Linked DNA regions of Urocitellus parryii: region 1 is linked to region 2. A link is a contact called in public Hi-C data. All regions are on one chromosome and are shown on one strand. The core of a region is the stretch at or near the end of the contact, and the rest is flanking DNA. Distances in the headings are between cores, read along the strand shown.

What was found. Hi-C and Micro-C count contacts between places; a contact is called where the count stands out from the background.
Region 1: a contact with region 2 is called in a Hi-C map of liver, with 3 times the contacts expected there. The contact joins the promoter of Bms1 here to the promoter of LOC113190318 in region 2. A contact is called at or near these places in 2 of 2 Hi-C or Micro-C datasets (liver and muscle).

The regions. Positions count from the first base shown.
Region 1 is chr5:125,180,410-125,187,312 of mUroPar1.hap1, forward strand. Bms1 (BMS1 ribosome biogenesis factor) reads left to right here and starts at 4,510. Exons shown (of 23, transcript XM_026399543.2): 1 at 4,510-4,631; 2 at 5,572-5,774; 3 at 6,687-6,877. The coding sequence starts at 5,599.
Region 2 is chr5:125,047,911-125,055,189 of mUroPar1.hap1, forward strand. LOC113190318 reads left to right here and starts at 5,157. Exons shown (of 7, transcript XM_026399536.2): 1 at 5,157-5,289; 2 at 6,981-7,086; 3 at 7,194-7,279.

The DNA.
Region 1 (6,903 bases), core at 3,260-5,759, 130 kb after region 2:
CGATGATGGGAATAGTAAAGCAAACATGGCAAAATTGATAATGTTGGAAAAACTGGCTGGAGTGACACTCTGGAGCATTAAGAGATAATGAGATCCAGCATCTCGTTGCAGGATTTCTTTACAGCAGTGGTTCAACTATAGTGAAGAGGTGGGCAGCAGAGGCAGATGAGTGAAATCTGGAGGAAATCTGGAGGCCTCTTTTGATCACTTCCATTTTCTTATCAAAGCAGGAAGCAAGGGAGGTAAAGATGGAAGAATTGAAGACAAGGAGGAAAAAGGATGGGAGATTGAATAGATCATGTAAACATGATTATTAAAATGAGGTTGGCAGGCATGGTTCTGTTTCCCACCACTCATGTTTCATTGCATTGTTATAGCACAGAATAGAATTGGATTTATCCAAAAAATAGGAAAGGAAGAAATTAAATCATCACTATTTGAAGATGTTATGATTTTGTACCAAGAAGATCCAAAAAACTCCAACAAAAGACTGCTGGAGCTAATAAACAAATTTAGTAAAGCAGCAGGTTACAAAATAAACATATAAAAATCAATAGCTCTCCTATATATCAAAAGTCAATCTGTTGAGAAAGAAATCAGAAAAACAATTCCATTCATAATACCCTCAAAACAAAATACCAAGGAATAAATCTAACCAAGGAGGTGAAAGCCCTCTACAGTGAAAACTACAGAATACTGGAAAAAGAAATTGAAGATCTCAGAAGATGGAAAGATTTCCCATGTTCATGGATAATTAGAATTAATACTGTTAAAATGGCCATACTACCAAAAGCAATATACAGATTCAGTGCAATCCCCATCAAAATACCAATGATGTTCCTCATAGAACTAGGGAAAAAATTCTAAAATTCATTTGGAAGAATAGAAAACCCAGGAAAGCCAAAGCAATCCTAAACCAAAAAAGTCAATGCTGGTGGCATTACAATACCTGACTTCAAATTATATTACAGAGCTATAGTAACAAAAACTGCATGGTATTGGCATAAAAACAGACACAGAAGAGTGTTACAGAATAGAACACATGGAGATATACCCACACATCTACAGTTATCTGATCCTTAACAAAAGTGCTAAAAACACACATTGGAGCAAAGACAACCTTTTTAACAAATGGTGCTGGGATAAATGGTTATCCATATGGAGAAAAATGAAACTAGTGAAAAACCAGCCTCTATCTCAGAGCAAAGCCTGTCCAGGGAAGGGACATGGCCTTTGTCCTTGGAAAAACCCACAGAGCACTCCTAAGCACATTCCCATCCTGCTAAGTTGTTTGTCTACAATAACAGGAGAGATCTGCTGCGCCAGGTGTCCCTGACTCAGTCAGGCTAGATGGAGATCCATAGCAACCCCCCAGTAGCCACCAATCAGCATGAGACAGGGAAATACCTGGGATGCCAGATGACCCTCCCAGTAGTTTATGGTGGTTGATAACATGTTGGGAAACCATGTAGTTCAGCACTGTACACCCCTCTTGGCTTAAACCAATCAGTTCAAATGAACACCCCTTTTGTACTGACCAATCACCCCTACCCAACTTGTTCCCGCCAGTGAATGTGCTAATCATGTTTTAGAGTTGTTATTTGATTTTCCAGCAGTGTGTGATGATTTGCTAAAAGAGGCTATGATGTATGTGAAGTCCCTGCCTTCTCCAAAGAATGTATAAAAATGCTGTAAATCCAGGGCTCAGGGCCTCTTAGCGTCACCAGTTGCTGTGTGTGTGCACGGAGGACCGAGCTAGCTCACAATAAACACTTTGCTGCTTACACCGATCTTGGGTCTCTGGTGGTCTTTGGGGGTCCCGAATTCGAGCATAACACTAGATCCTTATCTCTCTTGTTGCACAAAAATCAACTCAAAATAGATCAAAGACTGAAGAATGAGAGTAGAAACTTTGCAACTCCTAGAAGCAAGCATAGTGTCAACACTCCAGGATATGGGCACAGGAAGATTTTCTCAATAGGACCCCTAATGTTCAGGAAATAACACCAAGAGTTAATAAATGGGATGACATCAAATTTAAAAGCTTCTGCACAGCAAAGGAAACAATTAGGAATGTGAAGACAGGACCTACAGAATGGGAAAAATTCTTTGCTAGCTACTCTTCTAACAGAGAATTATTATCTAAAATATATAAAGAGTTCAAAAAACTTTACACTAAAAAATCAAATAGCCCAATTAACAAATGGGGAAATGAATTAAACAGACACTTCTCAAAAGAAGAAATACAAATGGCCAAAAAATGTATGAAAAAAATGTTCCACATTATTAGCAACTAGGGAAATGCAAATAAAAACTACACTGAAATATCATCTCAAACCAGTCAGAATGGTAGTCTCAAGAGGAGTGATATTGGCCAAATTATATTGATATATTATGCATGGTGTACGTGTACAAATATGTAACAACAAATTCCATCAGTATGTACAACTATAAAACACCAATAAAATAGAAAAAAGAATTCAAATAATAATAAAAGCTGGAGAGAATGTGGAGGAAAAGGAACATTTTTACACTGTTGGTAAAAGTGTTAATGTAGTACAACCACTTTGGAAAAATCAGTATGGAGGTTCTTCAAAAGACTAAGCATGGTACCACCATATGATCCATATAGACTATACCTCAGTATTCATCCTGAAGAATTAAAGTCATCATATGTCAGTGATACATGCATACCAATGTTTATAGCAGCACAATTCACAATAGCCAAACTATGCAACCAGCCTGGGTGTCCATAACAGATTAAGATAAAGAAAGTGTGAGATATAGTCACAATGGAGTTTTATTTAGTCATAAAGAAAAATAAAATTATGTCATTTTCAGGAAAATGAATGGAACTAGAGACCATTATGTTAGGCAAAATAAGTCAGACTCAGAAGGGAGTTCTTTCATTTGGAAGCTAGAGAACAAAAAGGAAAAAGGTGGGAAATCAAAGGGAGATCAATAGAGGAAAAGGATCAAGGGGAAAGAGACAGGGAGGAAGGGGGGGTATGCTGGGGAGTGATTTTGGCCTAATTATATTGTTATATTGTATGCATGTATGAATATGTAACAAAAATCCCATCATTATGTTCAATTATAATGTACCAATAAAAATGTGAAAAATAAAAATAAATAAAAGAATTTTATTTATTCAGGGCTCCCATCTTACCAAGCAGATGATGAAGTAATGGGGAGGTGGGTGAGTTGAGGAGATATGCAAGAGACCAGTGCCGATAATTGGCCATCAAAAATGATTGGTCAACTGATGCATCAGCATTGGACTTTAGGCTAGCCTGCTGGAGACAGAGAAGTTATTAAGGCAGGATGAAACAATGAACAGGAAGTAAGATCAGATTGGAGGTGCTGGTAAAGTAATAGAAATTTTGTTTCAGGGCAATAGATGAGGTAGCCTGGAAAGATAGGAGGTAGTGGTGCAGATTAGAATGCCACAGGGCTTGCAGTCCTCATATCTGTCAAGTATGATGGGATGAAGGCGGGGAGTGAGAAGCTAAGGTAAGGCAGAGTACAAGAATATGCTTCCTGGGCCCAAGAAGATGTTAGAAGGATCATCTACCTGTGTACTGAAATCTCCAAGAAGAAAGAGAGAATAATGTTGGAGGAGTTAAAACATCCAAGCTCTTCATATATAAGGGGAGTATGTGTCATGTTAGCCTCCCCAGAACAGCACAAAGTGTAAAGTGCAGGGTGAATATATCTGTAAATGCTGAGAGTCTGACAAGCTCACTGTGAAATGAAATGGAGTATGGGGGTCTCCATTATTAGAGTGAGCCTAGTTATGTGGCACAGAATTGAGTCCCCCAGGTGCACTGGTGCAATCATATTGAAAAGAAACCCTGCAAGACAAGAGGAAGATACATCCTCTGACCAAACTTTCTAAGTTTAGCTGAGACCAGGATTAAAGGGACTCAAAGACATTTCCTCAGTTAGGAATGGGTATGGCAAAGCTGTGCACAAAGACAACTGCAGAATGCTGCATTCCTTCAAGGAAAATCCTTTTTTCCAAGGAGAAGGGCGAAGCAATTCAGGCCGGGGCCGTTTATCCTTGTTCTGAGAGTCTATCGGTCCTGGCAAAAGAGGGCACTAGAGATCCAAAGAACTCGAGGAATCCTTCCCTGGCGCTGCCGTCTCTAAGGACAATGAAGTGGACGCCAATGGAGTGAAAAGTCCATTCCGTGAGTCGGCGGCTGTGGGACTCAAGGCTTTCGAAGGGTACTGACACGGTGACTAGGTGGACTAAATGTACCCACTTCCGCCTTTCGTACAGCACTGTAGCCCTGGCCTTGGTCTGGGATTCAAGCACGCCCGACAGCCTCCTCTCCGCAATGACTTGGCCGGACTTGCGGTTCAGCGGAGTTTCGGCCGGGCGGGGGATTCGTTGCGCGGGGCGGAGCGCCGCGGGGCGCGGCGGGGTGGAAAGAACGGCGCAGACGGCGCTTGCGCTCACACTCAGCCAATCACAAGACTTCCTTCCGGCATTTTCCTCTGAAATTGGTCCTTCTGTAGACACCTTTCTTCTGTTTCTTGTTTTCCACCCGAGAGCCAGCGGGTGGTGCGAATTTCCGTTTCCGGTGGCGTCCATGTGGAGCTGAGGAGTAGCAGTTGTGAACCCGGTAACCGCCGCGGGTTCGGGTCGACGAGTTTGAGGGCTCTGGGTCTCTGGGAGGGTACTGAGTCGAGATCGTGGTACGGTTCTGAGGTCATTGGGGAATAGCGGAGTGAATTTGGCAAAAATTCCGGACCAGGAGGGAAGGTGGCAGGGAATGGTAGTTTCGTGGCAGGATGGTCCCAGCGGCGACCTAGAGTTTATCCAGCTTTAAAAAAAAAAAAAAAAAAAAAAAAGAGGGAGGTAGGAGGGAGCCCGTACAAGTAGGATAAAATTTACTTCTCTGGCAGATAGAAAATATGCCCGTCCAGCACATGCGATTGGACGGCCAGTAAAATATTTTAGACGTTTTAGTTTAAGTTAGAAATTAAAATTTTAGTTTAAGTTAGAAGACCATAAAATCAGTTGATGTCTAGGCTTGAGCTGTCCAGTATGTTAGCCACTAGCCGCATATACCTATTTAAATTTGGAATTAAATTTATTAAAATTTAGATTCTTTTTTTTTTCCAGTTTCCCTAAGTATATTTTCCCATATAGTGACCTTGTGGCTTACTGTATGGGAAAATACAGATAGAGAATCTTTTTTTTTTTTTTTTTTTTTTTGTGGTGCTGGGGATTGAACCCGGGCACTCTACCAACTGAGCTATATTCCCAGCCCATCTTTATACAGGAGTGGACACCTCTGATATTGACAGGACACTTAAGATGAATAAAATTTAACAAACATAAAAGGTATCCTTAGCAGAGATAACTCTTGTAATTTATGGCGTAACCGAGAGAAGTGAAATGGAGGGTGGTATTAAGTAGTTTCTGCACCTGTTAATTGAATAAATGCATCATCTTTTCATAAAGAAATATGTGGAATTAACTGCACAGGCACACCCCTGCCCACCTCCTTGCCTTCATTGTAAAATACTTCCCCCACCTTTCCATCCCATTCTGTATAGTTACTTGTGAGTTGATAAATAGCCACTATGGAGTCCAAGGATCAGAAGAAACACAGAAAGAAACACAGTGGGCCCAAAGCTGAGAAGAAAAAGAAACGGCATCTGCAGGATCTTCAACTTGGAGATGAAGATGATGCCCGGAAGAGAAACCCCAAAGCTTTTGCAGTTCAGTCTGCTGTGCGGATGGCTAGATCCTTTCACAGGTATGTTTCTCTGAATTCTGGCGGTGGTTCTATTTATTCTTTCTTAGGTGGTGGGAGACAGTATTTGGCTTTCTGAGCTTTGAAAGACACCTGCATGCCATGTGTCTTACTAAAACATGAGAAGCCTTTCCCATAGAAGCAGCCTTGCCTCCAGCATATGCCCACTGTGGTTATTTTTGCCCAAGAAAAAAGAATTTACAGAATTTAATTTATAGTTTTTTTCCCTAAGTTTTAACAACCTGTGATGTTATGTGCATTTCCCCCTAAAAATTTTTACATAATTCTAAAATTGTAACATATGATACTAAAGTAGCTTTATTTAGGGAATCCTTATTGAATGCCCAGCAGTGTTTTTAAAACATTATTTAATCAAATATATCAACAGCCTTAACAGATTAAGAATTATTTTTGTCCTTAATGAATAAGAAAACAAGTTTTACCTCCTCCATCACATAACCAGTAAATACAACAGTCAAATTGATCTCCAAAACCTCTGCTTTTATTTGTTATGACACACTGCCTCAGTGTTTATCTTTTGTTTCCTTTTAAACTATTAAATTTAACTCTTAAAACAATCAGATTTAAGATGTATTTAATTTTCAACTCACTTTACTTTTTAAAAAATTTTTTAGTTGTCTGTCGATGGATCTTTATGTGGTACTGAGAATTGAACCTAGTGCCTCACACACTTTATCACTGAGTTACAATCTCAGCTCCTCAACTCACTTTACTTTTGAAGTCATCCTGTTACATCTTTACTGAAAGCAGTTACTTTGCTTGGGGTGAGAAGTTAATAAGTTAACAACAAGTTAATTGTATCCATGTATTTTCTGTTCTCTCTATAAAATCTGTACTTAACAAAGTTCTAACCTTTATTATTTTGAAAGTGAATTAATTTATTTTTACAAATAGGACTCAGGATTTAAAGACCAAAAAGCATCACATTCCAGTGGTTGATCGAACTCCACTAGAGCCCCCACCAATAGTGGTAGTGGTGATGGGACCTCCAAAAGTTGGAAAGAGCACTTTGATACAGTGCCTCATTCGGAATTTTACCAGGCAAAAGTTGACTGAAATCAGAGGCCCTGTAACGATTGTGTCAGGTAGGTTTTGCTGCCACATAGCAGGG
Region 2 (7,279 bases), core at 3,907-6,406:
CAAAATGTCTATTTTTTTCATAATATTTTTCTCTTTATTGAGATATTGCCATCAAATCTTCCTTTATGTCCTTAATCATGGGTTTCTTTAGTTCTTTCAACATATTAGAGATGCTTTAAAGTTTCAGCTAAATATAAAGGCAATTTCTGTTATCCAAATTTTCTTTTTTTATTTCTTCTTTATAGATATACATCATGACAGTAGAATGTATTTGACATGTTATTCATACATGGAATATAACTTATTCTAATTAGGATCCCATCCTTGTGGTTGAACAAGATGTAGAGTTACACTAATCATGTGTTCATACATGAAGATAGGAAAGTTATGAGTGATTCATTCTATTGTTTTTCCTATTCCCATTCCCATTCCCCTTTGTCTAATCCAATGAACTTCTATTCTCCCTGCCATGCCCTTATTGTGTGTTAGCATCCATATATCAGAAAGAACATTCAGCCTTTTTTTCTGGAGACTGGCTTATTCATGTAGCATGATAGTCTCTAGTTTCAACCATTTATTGGCAAATGCCATAATTTCATTCTTCTTTATAGCTGAGTAATACTCCATTGTGTGTATATGTACCACATTTTCTTTATTTATTTTCTTTTGAAGGGCACCTAGTTTTTTTTTCATAGCATAGCTATTGTAAAATTGAGCTGCTATAAACATTGATGTGGCTACTTCACTGTAGTATGCTGGGTATATACTGAGGGATGGGATAACTGAGTCAATTGGTAATTCCTGCCAAGTTTTCTGAGGAATCTCCATACTGCTTTCCGGAGTGGTGGCACTAATTTGCAGTCCCACCAGCAATGTATGAGTATACCTTTTCCCCCATGTCCTCAACACTTATTGCTTGCATTCTTGATAATTGCCATTCTGACTGGAGTAAGATGGAATTTCAGTGTAGTTTTTTAATTTGCATTTCTGTAATTGCTAGGGATGTTGAACATTTCTTAATAAATTTGTTGACCATTTGTATTTCTTCTTCTGTGAAGTACCTGTTCAGTTCCTTTGCCCATTTATTGATTGGGATTTTTTTGGGGGTGGGGGTAGGGGTTAAGATTGAGTTCTTATATATTCTGGAAATTAATGCCATATCTGAGGTGCAGATGGCAAAAAAATGTCTCCTATGCTGTAGGCTCTCTGTTCACATTCTTAATTGTTTCCTTTGCTGTGAAGAAGCTTTTTAGTTTGATACTATCATATTTATTGATTCTTGATTTTATTTCTTGCACTTTAGGAGTCTTGTTGAGGAAATTGGTTCCTAAGCCAACATGATGGAGAGTTGGGGCTACATTTTCTTCTTGTAGGCACTGTTACCTGAATTTTCTTTGTGTATGGTCACACATTCCTACTTCTTTGTATCTCATAATTTGCTGTTGTTTAAAAATGAATATTGTAGACTATGTATTATGACAATGTGTCTATTGATCCCCCTGCCACATACACACACACACACACACACACACACACACACACACACACCAGGGCATTGTGTTTGCCTGCTTGAGGAGTGACTTGTCTGGGCTATTGTAATGAAGTCTAATTCCCTTGCAAAGCGCAACCTCTGATGTAGTTCCTCAGAATGGTGAAGCCCTGGGCATTTTCACAGTGAGCCAAGAATAGCAATGTTCCCAGCAAAACTCTCTTTTTCCCTAATCTCTTTATAAAACTGTCCCTTTTGGTTAGTCACTACTAATTTCAAGCTGATAGTTATTGTTTTACACAATGATCTGGAATATAAATTACACTACAATGATCCAATTAAGTTCAGTCTGCTTTTCAAAAATAGTCTTTGAGACCAGGTTTTCAGATTCTGATTCCAGTGATACCAGTCCATTGCAGATGGGGAACAGGTTCTTATTCCCCAGTGTTGAAGAATAAACACAAGAGATGCTGAGGCAAGCATAGAGAGAAAGTTTTATTAAGAAAGTGATAGGGACAGAGTTTTCGAAGAGAAGTGGAACCTCAGAGCCAAGAGTCCATGAAAGGGGGTTCGACTTGCTTTTTTACGGAACCTCAGAACAGGAAGGAACAGAAGCATGGTGGTTAATTGTTAGCAACCCAGAGTGCCTAGGAGCACAATCCAGAGGTTGACCATTATCAACCCATTGTTCTTTGTTAGCCAGTCTTCATCCTCTCTCAACCATCATCCTTAATTACCTACACTGATTACCTGACTTTTGCCCCTCCCTCAGTTTGCTGAGGATTGTGACATATCCTGTCCACTTAGACCTGGCTAGGCTGCAGGCAAATTGCTCTTTGGCAAAGAAAGTATGTGGAGGTCAGAACAGTGGGTCCATTATATAGAATTATTCTCCTTAACTTTGTGTTCTACCATTTTCATCTATCTGACCCTTAATACCAGGACTATTCTTTCTGGAATGTTTTTGTCTAGTTTATTCTGGTAAACTTCTGGTATAACTTGTTTCCCTCATGGAACTACCAGCCTTCTTCATTGTCAATACCCCAAATCTCGGTTGTTTCACTTTCCATATTATCTTTTATAATCAATTCCCATGGAGACAGCTTCATAGCATGTTCACTCACGCTTGCGCGCATTCTCTCTCTCTCTCTCTCTCTCTCTCTCTCTCTCTCTCTCTCTCTCTCATAATTTGCTTCTCCCTCTGGGAAAAAACTCTATGCTACAGCTCTGGAGCTAGAGATAGGAACAGTGGCCTAATTTTGTCACAGTTACACCACTGTTTGCAAACAGACTGCTGGTGGAGGATGGAACTCTTTAGTATTCTTTGTATGCCACACATGGGATTTAAACTTCTATCCTACAAGTATAGTGTGGCTAGGACTATCAGGGTCCCAGGAATTTTGACCTACTATTTCTAGAATGGAGCCTTTGCCTGATGAGTGGGTGCTATTTAGGAAAGGGGCCCTCTGACCTTTCACCTGCATTTGCCTGGAATACATCTCCTGTTCCTGGGTTTTTCTTTGTTCAAACATCAGTTTTTATTACCCATTCAATCTCATTACTTGCTATTGGTCTCTTCAGGTTTTATATATCTTCTTGGTTTAATTTTACTAGGTGGTATGTATCTAGAAATCTTTCCATTTCTTCAAGACTTTCTATTATATTGGCATATAAGTTTTCACAGTAGTCTCTAAAGATCCTCTGAATTTTATAGATGCTTGTGTGGTAATAGAATTTCGGCATCTCTTTGAGTTTCTGATGATCCAATGTTGAATTACAATTCTCTCTGTCACCAGTCTCATTGAGAACTCTTGCTTCAAGCCAGGGGGCAAACTGGAAAATGCAGTCTTCCTCTACTTCATCATCTTTGATTCCCCACTCTGATGTCTCTTATTTACCTTCTTCAGCTTACTTTCAGTTACAGTTGGTCTTATATTTCTAGTTTCTTCAGGTAGAAGCTGAGGTCATTCATTAGAGATTTTTTTCTTTAAAAAAAAGTTCCTTTCATTCAGCAGTTACATAGTAACAACATACAAATTTGGATTGTTTTTATTTTAATTCAGTCCTAATTAGCTTCTAATTTCCCCCTTTGATTTCTACTTTAACACATGGTATATTTAGATTATTTATTTTCCAAATGTTTGGATATTTTCCAGATACATATAGATATTAACTTATAATTTAATTACAACATGGTCAAATAATGTGTTTTGAATGACTTGAATCCTTTTAAATTTATGATATATTATATAGTGTCTTTTGGTAAATTTTGCATGTGCACTTGAACAGAATGTATATTTTTCTTTTGGAGAGTAAATGTACTTTATAAACATTAGTCACATTAGTGATGTTAAAAATTTTATGTACTTGCTGACTTTCTATTGGCATACAAAATACTGAGAAGGGAGTATGAGATCTTAAACTATAAATTTGTAAGCAATGTATAAAATTATATATTTTTAAGCTGTCCTATTAGGTACATAAACATTTATGATTGTGGATATTGAATCAACAAAGTATTACTTAAGTCTTAATTGAGACAGTGAGCAAAATTTGAACATGGACTGTAGATTATGTTAGTATTGCATCTATTGCAGGTGTACTAACCTGAGAATAAACACAGGGAAACAAAGACAACTAAGAAATACACTATGAAGGAAAGATCAGTGGGGCTAACTCCTGACAGGGTCTACCAAGGTCATTGTAAAATTAATATTTATGGCCATAGGTTTCTCAGTGTAGTTAAGAAGTTTCATTAATACCACAGGCACACTAAGATGAAGTCTGCCAGGTCATGACCCCAGCACCCTCATTAACATACAATTGAATTGCAGAAGAAGCTCCCCCTCCTCCAATACTATAGTCTCCAAGACAGAGAGATGACCAACTAGGGCCCAAAACTCCTGCAATCTATGTGAAGAGGGAGTAAACATCTGATTAGCGCAGACCACAGAAGGTAGACCACAGTTCTCAAGGTAAACATAAGGCAGCAATAAATTTGGAAGCAGCATTGTTTCTTTTGCCCTTCTCTGCCCACAGGCGACCCTCTCTAGAAAGCTTCTTTGCTTGAATCTTTTTTTATAACTAAATTCTCTTGACTTTTCGTGTCTGACTTTAGCTTTTATTAAGTTGGGATATAAGAACTGAAGTTTGGAGCTTCAGCTCTCCACTATCCTGTGTCAGCTTAATGAGCTCAATTATTTTGAGACTATTTTCAGAATTTCAGGTTGTCGTATCTAGTCAATAGCACTTGGCAATTTCTCTAGGCTTCAGTCTGAAAATACATTTTTGTTCAATAAAGAAATATAAAGGCATTAATTATCTGGACTAAGATTTATTGGACTTTTACGAACTCAGGCCTGAAGAAATGAAAGTGTGGGTGTCCATGGAGTTTTTAGATTTAAAGCTACAATCCCTTTTCTTTCCCATATGCTTCCTTTATACCTGTCCTTATTTCTTCTGTCGTACATCACTATAGTACTGAGTCCCAACCACGTTACCTAAGTTGTCCATCAATACCACTTCGGGTGGTTTTCTGCCTTTAAGCCAATTTTAACCACTCAACTCCCATGAATAACCAAAAGCTCAAGTCTCCAGAAAAGCCCAGCAGGAATCATCAGATCACTAGAGGGCGCCAAATCGCTTAACTTCATCCAAATTCGTGTCAAAGCGGAGGCTTTCCCCCCCCCCCCCCCCAGGGTGCGCTCTGCGCATGTGCAATGCCCTTTCCTTTCTGTCTGGGCGGCTTTGTGTCACGCCGCAGGGGGTTGAAGACTCCGGAGCTACCAGGTCGCCGCAGCGCAGCTGAGGGAGGGGCCGGGGCTCAGAGTGGCCTGGGATCGAAGACAGATCCCTTGCAGGTGTGTCGAAGGCCTCTGTGGGCGGGTCGGGAGCTGGGAAGCTAGACTTTGCGACTGCCGGGTCAAAATCTGGAGGCCGCGGCCTGCGCCGAGAGCCTACAGGGCCTGCGGGAGGGACTTGGCAGGGAAGCCGGCCTTTTGCACAGCCGACCTTCTCCAAGAGTTGTTGTCGCGACCTGTAAGGGGCAACCCAGGAGGGCCCACTCTGCGGGGAAAGCAGGCCGGGCCGCCCGGAGGGAGCGGCTCTGGGTAACGTGGAGCTGGACCCGCTGAGTCCGAGCGCCTCTGCGACGCTGGCTGTAGCCAGGCTTGGCCCAGATCCAGGGTGTGCGGCTGGATGGGCGAGCTGATCTCAGGGTGATTCAGTCATCTGTAAAATGATGATGAAAGCACCCTTGAGGGTCGTTTGCTGTCCTGAATAAGGCAGTAGATGTAAATAATAAGGAATTAATAAAGGTGAGCTGCTTTTATTACAAGGCATGCTGTTGTTTTCATTATTGGCTCCTTTAATCATTGGCAGTGACCACCTCCGTTTTAATAGATTATAGTATTACAGGTTCAGAGATATAAATTGGTTTACTCGGAATTAGGTAGGATTTAAACTCTCACTGTTTTTACTCTGTAGTTAATGCTCTTTCCTACATTAAAATCCAGTCTTAGTTTGTATTTAAGCAAGCAGTTGTACTTAAGCACCACCAGAGTATAGTTGTGAAGTGTATTGAACATCATCTCTCCATGTAGTGTTCTATTTCCAAAAATTCTTGGGATTCCTTTAGAACCCTTGGCTCAAAAAGTCAGTTAAGACCCTTCCTACATCCTCCAACCTGATTGTTCTCAGCAAGCGCATAAATTGAAACCAGAGTTTGAGCTTTCAATTTTAAATTTCTCTAAGAATTTGGAAAGTCTATCAAGGCTAAAGGCTAATTTCTAGAGGGGAAATGGTAGAGACAGACTTAAAAAAAAAAAAAAAAACAACCAACTGTGATTCTTCCATGCTTTTTATTATGTATGTGATGTGATAATGCTTCTGATGGCTGGTGGTATCTGGGCTTATAATTATCTTTTAAGCGTAGGGTAGCTGGAAGTTGTTTCTGCTGCTTATGAAAAGGACCACAGGATTGTGGCAACTGTTGTCTTTGCTACATCTATGAAGTGTCTGGGAATTTTGGAGCCAAAGTGCTATTTAAGAAGCTAGATTTATGTGTCAGCAGATTAGGGGCCATGTCAGTTTATCAAGGCTGAACTAAATTTTACCCTAGACCCAGCCTAAATTTGAAAGGTCAGTGAAATCCAGGGCACTATCCAGATTTGTGGTCCTGGGTAAAGACTTTAAAAATCACATGAGAGGTTGTTCAAGATTACCTGATTTTTCCTTATATTAAAGGTAGCAGCATTGAAAGTAAGCCTAAGGTAGAACTGAAGTCTCCAGATTCACTATATCAAAAGAAACTAATTTAAGGAGAAGAACTATCTCATTTTTGAAAACGCTGAAATAACTTTATAATTGTGGGATTTATAATATTAACAGGAAAAATTGTTATGAATGTAAACTAAACACCTTTTATATATCAATAAATATATCAATTCATCATCTGTAATGCTAGACATAGGGATCCATGTTTGGATATATTATACATTGTATTTAATCTGTTATTTATTATTTATGTTTTCAATTCTTTTGTGTTATTCAGTGAACATACACATAATTTTCAAAGCAACCAATAAGAAAGAAATGTTTAGATTCACTCAAAAATATCCCAGGTTCATCAAGATTATGTCAGAGTCATCGATGGACAGGTGGGTACTACTTCATCATGGTACTTCCTATTCCTTCTCAGGGGTCAAAGGGACATTTTTCCAGGGGTTTAGATTTTACTAAAATATTGTATGGAAATTTCCCACAGGAGATTCCTGGAGCTGTAACATATGGTCTCTTATGACTTTTCTCTTACAACTTTCCCTGCTCGGGCTTTATAGTTTCTACCCTTTC